2 separate regions of the Anas platyrhynchos genome follow, and region 2 is linked to region 1. The links are chromatin contacts, called in public Hi-C maps. All regions are on one chromosome and are shown on one strand. Each heading gives the region's core, a stretch centred on a gene start, on an enhancer-like site or on the middle of the called end of the contact. The rest is flanking DNA. Distances are from core to core; before and after follow the strand shown.

The links. Hi-C and Micro-C count contacts between places; a contact is called where the count stands out from the background.
Region 2: a Hi-C map of subcutaneous adipose tissue shows a contact between it and region 1, with 4 times the contacts expected there. The contact joins the promoter of LOC101798148 here to the promoter of LHFPL7 in region 1. A contact is called at or near these places in 3 of 8 Hi-C or Micro-C datasets (liver, skeletal muscle and subcutaneous adipose tissue).

Annotation. Positions count from the first base shown.
Region 1 is chr20:3,865,777-3,870,859 of IASCAAS_PekinDuck_T2T, forward strand. LHFPL7 (LHFPL tetraspan subfamily member 7) reads left to right here and starts at 2,705. Exons shown (of 3, transcript XM_027471937.3): 1 at 2,705-3,099. The coding sequence starts at 2,812. It overlaps SPATA22 (spermatogenesis associated 22), which reads right to left. Exons shown (of 16, transcript XR_011804268.1): 15 at 4,260-4,499; 16 at 1-2,256.
Region 2 is chr20:4,090,428-4,095,598 of IASCAAS_PekinDuck_T2T, forward strand. It overlaps LOC101798148 (transient receptor potential cation channel subfamily V member 2), which reads right to left and starts at 2,845. Exons shown (of 18, transcript XM_072026200.1): 1 at 2,803-2,845; 2 at 175-430.

The sequences.
Region 1 (5,083 bases), core at 1,455-3,954:
AATTAATAAATCAGAACAAGACTTTTCTGATAGCTTGGCGTCTTTGACTCACAGATAATTAATCACAGGGAACTGCTCTGCTCCATTGCAGCATTCAAAAAACCACAAATGTACAAATCATGTTAGAGACTTTCTGGTGCTCACATCTTTGGGACAGAACAGTCTGTTCGTTTATTTACACATGTTTACGTGGCATTGGATTCTATCTCATACGTAGACTTCTCACTACTTTGGGAATACAGTAACAAAAATGTATATCAATACGGGGTTTAACAGCCTAGATCTTATTCTGCGGTCAATAATAATGCCCAAATTTTTAAGGAGTCAAAGATGCCTTTACAGCAACATAGTACAAGCTTTAAAATCACATAGTCTAAATATTGCCATTAGTATTGTTAAAATTGTTAATTCAAATTAATTAGATATCTTAGATGAATTTGCAAAATACGCAATACAAATATTAATCACTAAGAATCCAGGAATTAATGGTGAGGGAGAGTGGGAAAGATGCCACACTCACATATAACGGTGAACAACAGGACTCTGTAAAAGCTGCAAAATCGAGAAGACACAACTGATACAATTACCGTAGGGGTGCTCCAAAACTGCAATCACAGCAGCTTCAGTTACAGTCTTGTCTTTTTCTTTTTTTCTTTTTTTTCTTTTTTTTTTTTTTAATGGGAAAACAAGTGGCTGCATGCACACATAAAATTCATTGCAAATTTCAGTGTGGCTGACCTCAGTCCATTAGCCTTAATGGGAATGGGAGGGTTGATGCTGCCTTCTCAGATGTGCCGACTATTTCAGAGGAGGGAATTATCCTGTATCCCAGCCAGGCAAAAATTAACAGATTTTGCTAAAACATTGCAATCCCTCCTTGTCTCCTTCCACTGAGCACATGCCCAAGGAGGAAGCCTTGCTCCTCCACACCTGGAGGTTGGGTTACCCAGAGGGGCTCTTGCACAAATAAGGGGCAAGGGGCTCCTGCCTGACTCGCAGTGGGTTTGTGGGTGGTCAGAGCCTGAGCCATGAAGTGTGATACAGCAGAGTGAAAAAAAATAAGCATCACTTACAGCAGGATGAGCTGCGTCGGTGACTTGCTGATGATCTTCTGGGCATCTGAGCTCTGGGCAAGGAGCACTGCACCAATGCAAAGAAAAGGGAAGCAGAGAAGCCCTCACATAATTTTCACAGCTTCTCCCAGGCCCAACACTGCTGCATCAGTTTGTTCCTTGAAGGTTTTGCAGGGCTTCCGTCCCACTCTGGAATTGTTCTGCTTTACTGAAGACTAACTGGATCATTCCTACCTCCAGTCTGTCTGGGCAGCATTACCATCACCTCAGATGACCTTTCTCTAATTTCAGTTTTATTTCCAAATTCGTGGCCACTTACGGTGTCATTAATACTTGGATAAAAGCAAGTGAAAAGTAAAATCTAGTTTTAAACCGCTCTCTCTGTTTTTCCATTTATGCTTTTTCCCCTTTGGTTTTCCTAAATGCCTCAAAGAGAACGAGAAGTGCTGAAGTACATAACAGTAGTCGGGAACATCTGCAAACCTGGGATACGAGGACAAGAAGACTTGGTGTGATTTTTGCTCTTTCTAAACTTTCCTAAAAGTTAAAGGACGCACGTTTTTAAACTCAAGGACAAGACGTTCGCGGGCTGGAGGCCGGTCCCCTGCTCGCCCGCAGTCCCGGTGCACAGCGGCAGAGGGAGCCAAGCCCCCGCCTGCTGCTCACTGCTCGCTGCCCCCAGCGCAGTCCCGGTAGCAACGAACCCAGAGCGGCAGGGAAAGCTCCTTTTTTTTTTTTTTTTTTTTTTTTTTTTTTTTTTTTTTTCCGTCCATAAAAAAAATGCCCCAGCATCCTTACCTCTGTTTCAACCGTATGGGCAATAGCTGCCCGAAGCCCACCGGAGGCAGGATAAATAATTTGGTGCCTGGTGCCGCATTTATACAGGCTCTGCCTCCCCGTGCTGCCGTTTGGGACCGTGGGCACGGCTGGGAGAGAGCCGAGCTGCTGGGACCGGTAAAAGGCAGCGACATCAGCGGGACGCGGGCACAAGCCGGTCACTTGGCGACCGGGGCAGAGCAGGAATAAGACCTGGCTGACCCACCAAGTTTCCGAGCGACCGCTAAAAAAGCTCAGCAGCGCCGGGCGGCGCAGCTTTTTCGTTTAAAGTAAGCCCAAATTCCCGGGCAAACATTCTGCGTCGCTTTTCAGGCGGCGTTTCCGACTAGAACGGGGAAACCTAAACCTAGACGATTAAAGGGTAAAATTAACATCGGTCGAGCGATCGGACCCTTAATTAAGAGGTGTCCAGAGGCGGACACCGACGGCACCTGGGGCGCCTCTCCCCCAGCCTCTGCGCTCCGGGTGCCCGCCCGGTGCGGGCGGTGCTGCCCCCCCCGAACCGTGCAGGGCGGCAGAGCGGGGAACCCCTGCCCGGGGAACCCCTGCCCGGCTCCAAACCGCAGCGCTTTGGGGCGCCGCTCTCCGCCCCCCCCCCGTGTGCGTGTTTGCTGTGAGACCCCCCCGCTGCCGCCCGCCGCCGAGCAGCTCCCTGCGGCCACAGCCGGGCGGGGAGCCCCAAAATCGTGCGCGCAGGTGGGGGGGGGGCCCGCTGCCCCCTGCCCCCCCGGGGCTCCCCCGCCCCACCCCGCCCGGTCTCAGCCGCGCCCCGCGGAGGAAGGGGGGGGGGGGGGGGCGGCGCGCAGGCAGCGCGCAGGCAGCGCGCAAGGAGCGCGCAAGGGGCGCGGGCAGCGCTGCCGGCCCCGCGCCCGGCCGCGGCGGCTGCGCTGCGGCGCCGCCGATGCTGTCGGTGCCGGTGGCGGTGCCGGTGGCGGGGGCGGCGCGGGGCGCGGGCTCCCTGCCCCGCCGGCGCACCATGTGCAGCGGCGTCGGCTGCTTCTGGGCGCTGCTCTCCGCCGGCCTCTTGGCCGCCTGCGCCTCCGCCTTCCTCTCCCCGGCCTGGCTGCTGCCGCCCGGCCGAGCCGCCGCCGGTTTCGGCTTGCTGTGGCGCTGCGCCGGGCCGCCCCGCGGCTGCCACGGCTCCGCCGGTCCCGGCGGCTTCGGAGACATCCCCTCCGGCTCCTGGCAGGTGAGCGCCTCCGGCCCGCCGCGCCCCCCGCGACCTCCCCCGGGCTCCCCGGTGTCCCCCCGCCACCTCTCCGGCATCCCCCCGTCCCTCCCTGGGCTCTCCGGCATCCTCCCAGCACCTCCCCGACATCCCTCCACCCAGTCCCGAGCTCTCCGGCATCCCCTCCACCATCCCTCCTGCATCCCCGCGGACCTGCCCCAGGCTCTCCGGTATTTCTCTGCCCTCCTCCTCGCCTCCCTGAGCCTCCCCTGTCATCTCCCGTTCGGATCCAGGCTGCCCAGCATCCCCTCATCCTGTCCGCCGGACCCGCCCCAGCATCTCTGTCCTGCCCCGAGCATCCCCGGCATCCCCCGTGCTTCCCCTGAGCATCCCCGGCATCCCCCCAACGCTGCTCTCAAGCATCCCATCCATCCCCTGCATCCCCCCAGTCCTGCCCCTCAGCACTCCCCCAGCACCTCCCAGGTGTCCTGCGGACCCCGCGGTGCTGCTTCCCTCTGGGGCTTCCTGGTCACGCTTGGCGTGCCGCATGGGAACCTCCTGGGTACCTTCTTCGTGCAGGTGTGGCAGGTAATGCAGCCCGAGTGCTGCTGCGCTGCCCATCCTGGCCGTGGCCCCAGTGGTGCCATGGGTCTGACCCTGCTGCCTGCCCCATCAGGGCTCCTGGCTGTGCCTAGCTGCCTGGACCCCAAACCTTCCTGACCTGCCTGGGCGAGCTGCTGCGTAATGTGTGGGATGGAGTCGGGGCTCAGACAGGTCAGGTTTGGTGCTCCCCAGTGGGGCTTTGAGCATCGCGTGCCAGCTGAGTTTGCTAAGTGTAAAGGGAACAGGGAGGTGGCCAAAACTGCTGCCTCTGGGACACGCGGCTCCGGAGACCGAGCCTGGATGTGGGGACTGCTGCCGTTCCCCACCTGGCCAGCCCCAGGTGATGCCCTTGCCAGGTTTTGGGAGGAGGAGGCCAAGGCCGCCCTGCTTGCCCTCATCAGCCACAGGGCCCAGGGGTTGCTGCGGTGTCCTGGCGTGACAAAGGCTGCCTGTCCGTGGTGGGTGTGCACTGGGACCACGCAGCACACAAAGCCTGGCCCTGGTGCCTGCTGGCTGCTTGCCCTTGCCCCTTCTTCCTCCTCTCCTTTTTTTTTTTTCTTTTACTTTTAGCTTCTTACCCTGAGGTTTTATGATTTTGCTGCTGCTGCTGCCCAAAATGCACGAGCTTTGATTTGCTCCAGGTTGCTATGCTGCAGAAATCCCAACATGGGGGCTAAATCCCAGCGAGGTCGTGGCTGCGCCCAGCACAATGGGTGTCAGTAGTTGGATTTCTCAGCCTGTCGTGGAGCTGCGCTGCTCGCTCTCCAAGGATGCCAGGTCCGTGTGCGATTGCTTAAATCCTGTCACGGTCCTTAAAACTGTCATTAAAGACAAATATTGTGAATTGCAAAGAAAAGAACCGGCTGCTTAAAATCCTTCCTATTTATATAAAAACATGCAAAAATGCTGTCGTTTCCATAAGTTGGCCTTTGTTCAGATGTTTTTGCAAATGTAATTCAGATAAACACTTCCAAGCAATAACAAACTTTCAAGATAAGAATGAAGCTCGGCAGTGACTCATTTGAACAAGCTTCAGCTACAAACAGCCTCAGCCATCTAATAGCCTCTGAAAAGCCTCTAGATCCAGAATATCATGTAATGCAAAGCCTCTGAGCTCCCGAGGTTGGGCTGTGGTTAGGATGAACAATGTCACGGTATTGTGTGGGGTTTACAGGGGATTTTGGTGACACATCTTTGTTACCTTAATTAATACCAACCAAATAATTGATGAACAACAAACAGTGCAGTCTGTTTCAGGGAAAAGCGCTCCCCTACCAGCTTTCTGCCATGGCAAGGATGCAAATACCTGTTGTGATGATTATTCGATGGTGTACGATGTAATAAAACACCCGTGGCAGCTTTCCTAAGGCAAGCTACAGCTTTGGCTCCCTTGCCTGAGCAG
Region 2 (5,171 bases), core at 1,595-4,094, 220 kb after region 1:
TATATACATCCACTTTGTGTTTTCCTAGGAAACAGACAGCTCACTCTGTCAGCTCAACTTTCACTTCTCTACTCAAGAGCTGAGTTGTTTCCTTCTGCGACTTTACCAAGCCATTTTGAGTAGTGCAGCACAAAAAAAGCCCTGCTGTCAAAAGCGGAAGAGCACAGCACTTACCCCAAGTTGCTGCAAGCTCCACCCAAGAACTGATCTGACGGGGGATCCCAACCGATCCTTCAGAGGTTAAATAATCTCTTCGTAGAAACCAAGTCAAGTAAGTGTTAATAAGCATGAAAGCAGACCCCAAATTATTTACATCCATGGGTGAGAGCCCTCTTCTTCTGCAGAGAAGACCACGCTCATATTAGCATTCTTCTGATGGTGCAGCATTGAACTTCTGGTTGGTGGTGGTCCATGAGAGAATCCAGGCTGCCTGTGAGAAGAGATAACTGCTGACTGTTATTATTTACTCAACTGTATAGCTTTTTGCAAAGTGAAGAAGGGCTTGCACAGGAAATGACTAGATAGATTTCTCAGTAAAAGAGAGAGCCAATGAGTGCGGTGCTCTTATATGGGAAAGCTGCCTGGCTATTGCAAATTCATAATGCTTAACCCCTGCCTGCACACACAGAGAGGCGACATCTTGTGGCTTTCAACAACAGCCCGCTTAGATCTCAAGGCAGGAGGCTGACTGGACCCTGACAGCTCCAGAGCCTGTGGTTTAGCTGTGAGGTTTGTCACAAGACCCTCAGCCCCAGGGCAAGAATGCAAAGAAACATGTGAAGTCAACTGTTTCTGTGGGAAGTCAGTTCTCACACAGCTTCACACACCACAGTTACGAGGCAAAGAAAAACCATGGCAGACAAACTAGCCAGGACGTTAGCCTAAGCATCAGCTGCTCATCACAAGGACAAGAGAATTCAAGAAGCAGCCCCACTTCCTAAACACTTCGGCTACTGGTTACTTAATTTGCCACTGGTGCCCACTTCTTAATGTGCTGGTTCTCCAAAGGAAGGGGAGTTTTGGAGAGGCTGCTTCTGGGAAAACGGATGTACAACTGGTCGTAGTTGAGACCACGCATGCACAACAGCACCCTTTCACTTATCACTCCCTATACAGGACCTCTGGGCACAGAAAACCTCAGACCACATGAAGTGTCTTGGCTCTTTTTGTCCTACTTTTAACAGAAGTAAGGCGAAAAAACAATATGATCATTATTTCCAGCAGCATCAGTGCAGGATGACATTCAGCACCTTCTGTGGCCTTCCCCAGAACGAAACGGCTGAGGAGTGATTCTCACCCATACTCTGTAGAGGACTGGTGGTTTACAAAGCCATGTATGTGATTTAGAGCTCATCTAGAAAATCTCATTAACTACCAGAATGGTACCGAGCTCTTTTAAGCGATAGCTTGATAGCAGGGGCACATCCCACAGGAAGTTTCAAAGCTTAGTCAACAATTGATCCAAAACCATTGAGAACGTATGTGCCACATCATGACATGCTGAACTCTGGCTATGGATCTCTCCTTCCAAAGCTGCCACAAGCCCAAACAGAACCCAAAGCAATTTTCTTTTGACAGGACTGCAGGAGGGTGTGGGGTCTCCTGGAATGTGGCCCTGTTGCACTTAATTTACTTAGGTACCAGACATAGAATCAGGCCTGGGAGTTTGGCTCAGACTTAATGGATTTCAATCCTCTTGGGCTTTTCCCCCAGCTTTCATGAGAGTCAGCCCACCATTCTAACTAAGGAACGAACTCAGCCCACAAAAGTGCATCATAACAGACTTCTTTCTGCGCATCTGGTTTTAATAGCTTACACAGAGGAAGGGGAATGTGCAGCTTGCTGGGAAAGGAGTCACTGCCAGCTGAGAGGTCAATGCAGCAAAACAGAAACATGGAGCTGCTGGGAGAACACAGAAACCTTGGTATGCTTGCACACATGCGCACACGCTTTCACAGGGAGGACACCATGGTAAACACTCCCATTTCCATTTCAGAGGAGGGAGAAGCGAGGCACAAAAACCGCAAGGTCTGCCCTGATGCATACTTGCCAGCAACTGAGCATTCTGAGGCCAGTAACGTGATTATGTCACTGCTGTGCACTAGCTAGGTGAGCTAGTGATAATGCTTCACAAGTACTTGCCAGCAGTATTTAAAGTCCTGATAGCTGTTAGGACTCAGGAGAAAGCTATCCAAAGCTACATATGAGGAGAAAAAAAAGAAGCAATTGATTTTCACCTATGTGCTAGCATGCGTTTTTAAAAGCAATACATGACCCTCTTGCCTTTTGAGGCTTTTATTTGGGGGAACAAGGAGGAATCTTGCAATTGATCTGTACTTATTCTACTGATGAAAACAATTCTGATGTCACATAAGTTTCTCCTGACAGGAGACACATTCTGTGGAAACCCTGAATCCAGGAAGAGAAAAGTCAAATTCTAAACTTCCGAACTTCTAAATTCTAAATTCTAAATTTAGAATTTCCAAATTCTAAACAAGTGAAATTTTAAGTCAAATCAAAGGAAGCATTTCATGATGATAATTACAGTAAAAGTACAGACAACATACGCTCTATGAAGAAGCACAGTAACCCATGGTAGGAAAAAACAATGACCAGAACCTGCTTAAAGAGAAAGCAACAGGGAGCATAAGGAAGACCGCTTTCTGCAAAGATGTGAACACGCACACCTCCTAAAATATGTATTCTCTGTTCACCTATGTGCCCACCAAATACTGACAAATGTCTCTTATGGCCAATACCACATTTTCTGTAGGCTGTAAATAGAAAATCAAAGACACTTACAGGTGTTTGCAGTTGATCTGCAGCCACTCTAAGAGGTAGCACCATCGTCTTCACAGGAGCAGGAAGCCTGTAATAGCAGCATGCAGACCATTAATGTTTTCTCCAGAACAGGTGGGCAAGCACTTCATTCAAAACTCACGCAGATCACAGGGCTAAAAGAGAAGACTGTTTCATTTAAAGCTGTACTTTCAGGCCTGGAGAAATATCAATTGTTTTTGCATTGCCAGACATTTTTTCATACAACTGTTATGGAAAACCCACACTGAATTGAATGAATTTTAGCACCTTGATTTATGATAGTTACACAGATGGAATCTTGTATCATCAGAGGGATCAGTCACTGCTCAATTTAAAATCTAAATATTCCTAAATATAATACCTTGTCAAAACTTGTCTGATGGCCTCAGTGACTCAATTTATTTACAAGACGGTATTTTGTCAACCACTAGTCTTATATCATTATATTTAAATGCTTCCATCTACATACTTCTCAAGCCTTTGAAGGAACTATCCACTTCTCATATTCTTTAAATTGCAGTGTCTTTGTACTCGATGTATCCGTTTCTCTAAACTTACAGCCTAAAGAAGTAACTATCAAAAAACAGCAAAACACGAAATGCAACGTTTCAAATGACTCTTCTGTGGAGCAATAGTGACATCCAGTGGCTACCACGTGAACCTCAATTCTTGATGCTTGATGCAGCCTCTACAAGACATGCTCGAAAAAAAAGCAGTAGTTGTAGGCATACATTTCTGAGAAATAGTCATTCACTTAGCCTTTGTATTAAAATAGTTATCAGCAATAGTTAGTATTTAGAAACTCAAATTCCAAATAAGGCTGGTTTTGATGATGCCTGAAGAATATTCCATAAATACAAAATTGTGCAGCCAAGAATCTTTGAATGCAGATACTACCCAGTGACTTTGGAACAGGAGACAATGCAAAAATACCGAGGTATTCCCAATGTTTCCTTGCCTTAACCCTCATTTTTCCTATAGGACTTCCCCTTTGGGGCAGTTGCTAGCACAGGACACCACTGAACATATCCAAACCCCAGTATAACAGCATTATCTCATTTGTCTTAAAAGACGTTGAAGGGTTTTTGTTTGTTGGTTGGTTGTTGTTTTTATTTTTTATTTTTTTAGGTACGAAGGACAAAAACCATGAAGTCCTGGAATTAGAGAGAGTGCAACACAGAACTAGAAATTAACTGAAGTGTAAGAAACAATGCAAAGGCCAGTCACAAAGCTCAAGTTACAGCAGGATAAAGGATGTTACTGGAATCTGTTATCTATATGGGGGCATTAGGATTATTCTATTTTAATGCCACTTACATTCTGACTAAAGCCTATTAAACTCTTAACTTTATATACATTTTCCTAATTCACTTTTGCACTGTTAGCTACCTGGGAGACCAGAAACCACTGCTCCTACAAGAGAAATGGGAACTCCAACACCAGCATCCCTGCGTCTCACAGTGAGCCCTTTCAGTCCAGCTCACACTGCCCCTCCCTCATCTAGGGTAGCACTGCAACGTGACGGCATCTCTGGATGTCACGAGTCATTTTACTGTTCTGGGCCATTTCTAGGAAGCCAAACGCAGAGCTGGATAACTTTCAGTATGTCCCTCACTTAAGCAATCTTCCTAGCAGGCTGGGGAAAACAGCCTATTGCCACATTTATTCTGCACACAACCAGTTCAGGCTGCCTGGAGCAGGCCCGTGCTGCTCCCCAGTCACAGCATCTCAACCTTCCTCCCTCAACCCATGGCCCAGTGCCTTGGGTGCAACAACAGCCTGAAGCAGGATCTGTACGTGTGGCTCTGCTGGTGAGCCATCCACTAACAGCAGTGGCAACGGCTCAGCAGAGGCTTGGTTTGGGCAGAGAAAAGGTGGAGTGAGCATACGCTGGGGAAGTTGGCGCAGACCTGCTCTGATGTCTATGCACCACATTCTCAGTCTCTGCTCTTGCAGAGGGTGTCTGCATTCTGCACTGCATTTGAACACTTCAGCAACAGTTCTCATTCAGTAAGCAACTCTGGGGGAAAAAAAAAAAAAAAAAAAAAAAAAAAAAGGAAAAAACCTGCCACTTACTGAATTCTGTAACCAGAACCCAAATACCCTTGAACCTGCAGCTTTCATTATCTGATTAGTTAGCAACTGCATCTGTAACCATGCAGCACAGTTTAATTATTAAAAGAATTGAGAAATGGCATCTATTAATTATGAGCCATGAAAGATAAAGCAGCTGGTTTTACCATAGAGCAAATCAGGAGCAGAAAGAGATAAGTAATGTAAATTTATTTAGGGCCATGTCCCCTCTGGACTGTAAATTGCTCATGGAATTTGTCCACTAAGGACAGCTGGGC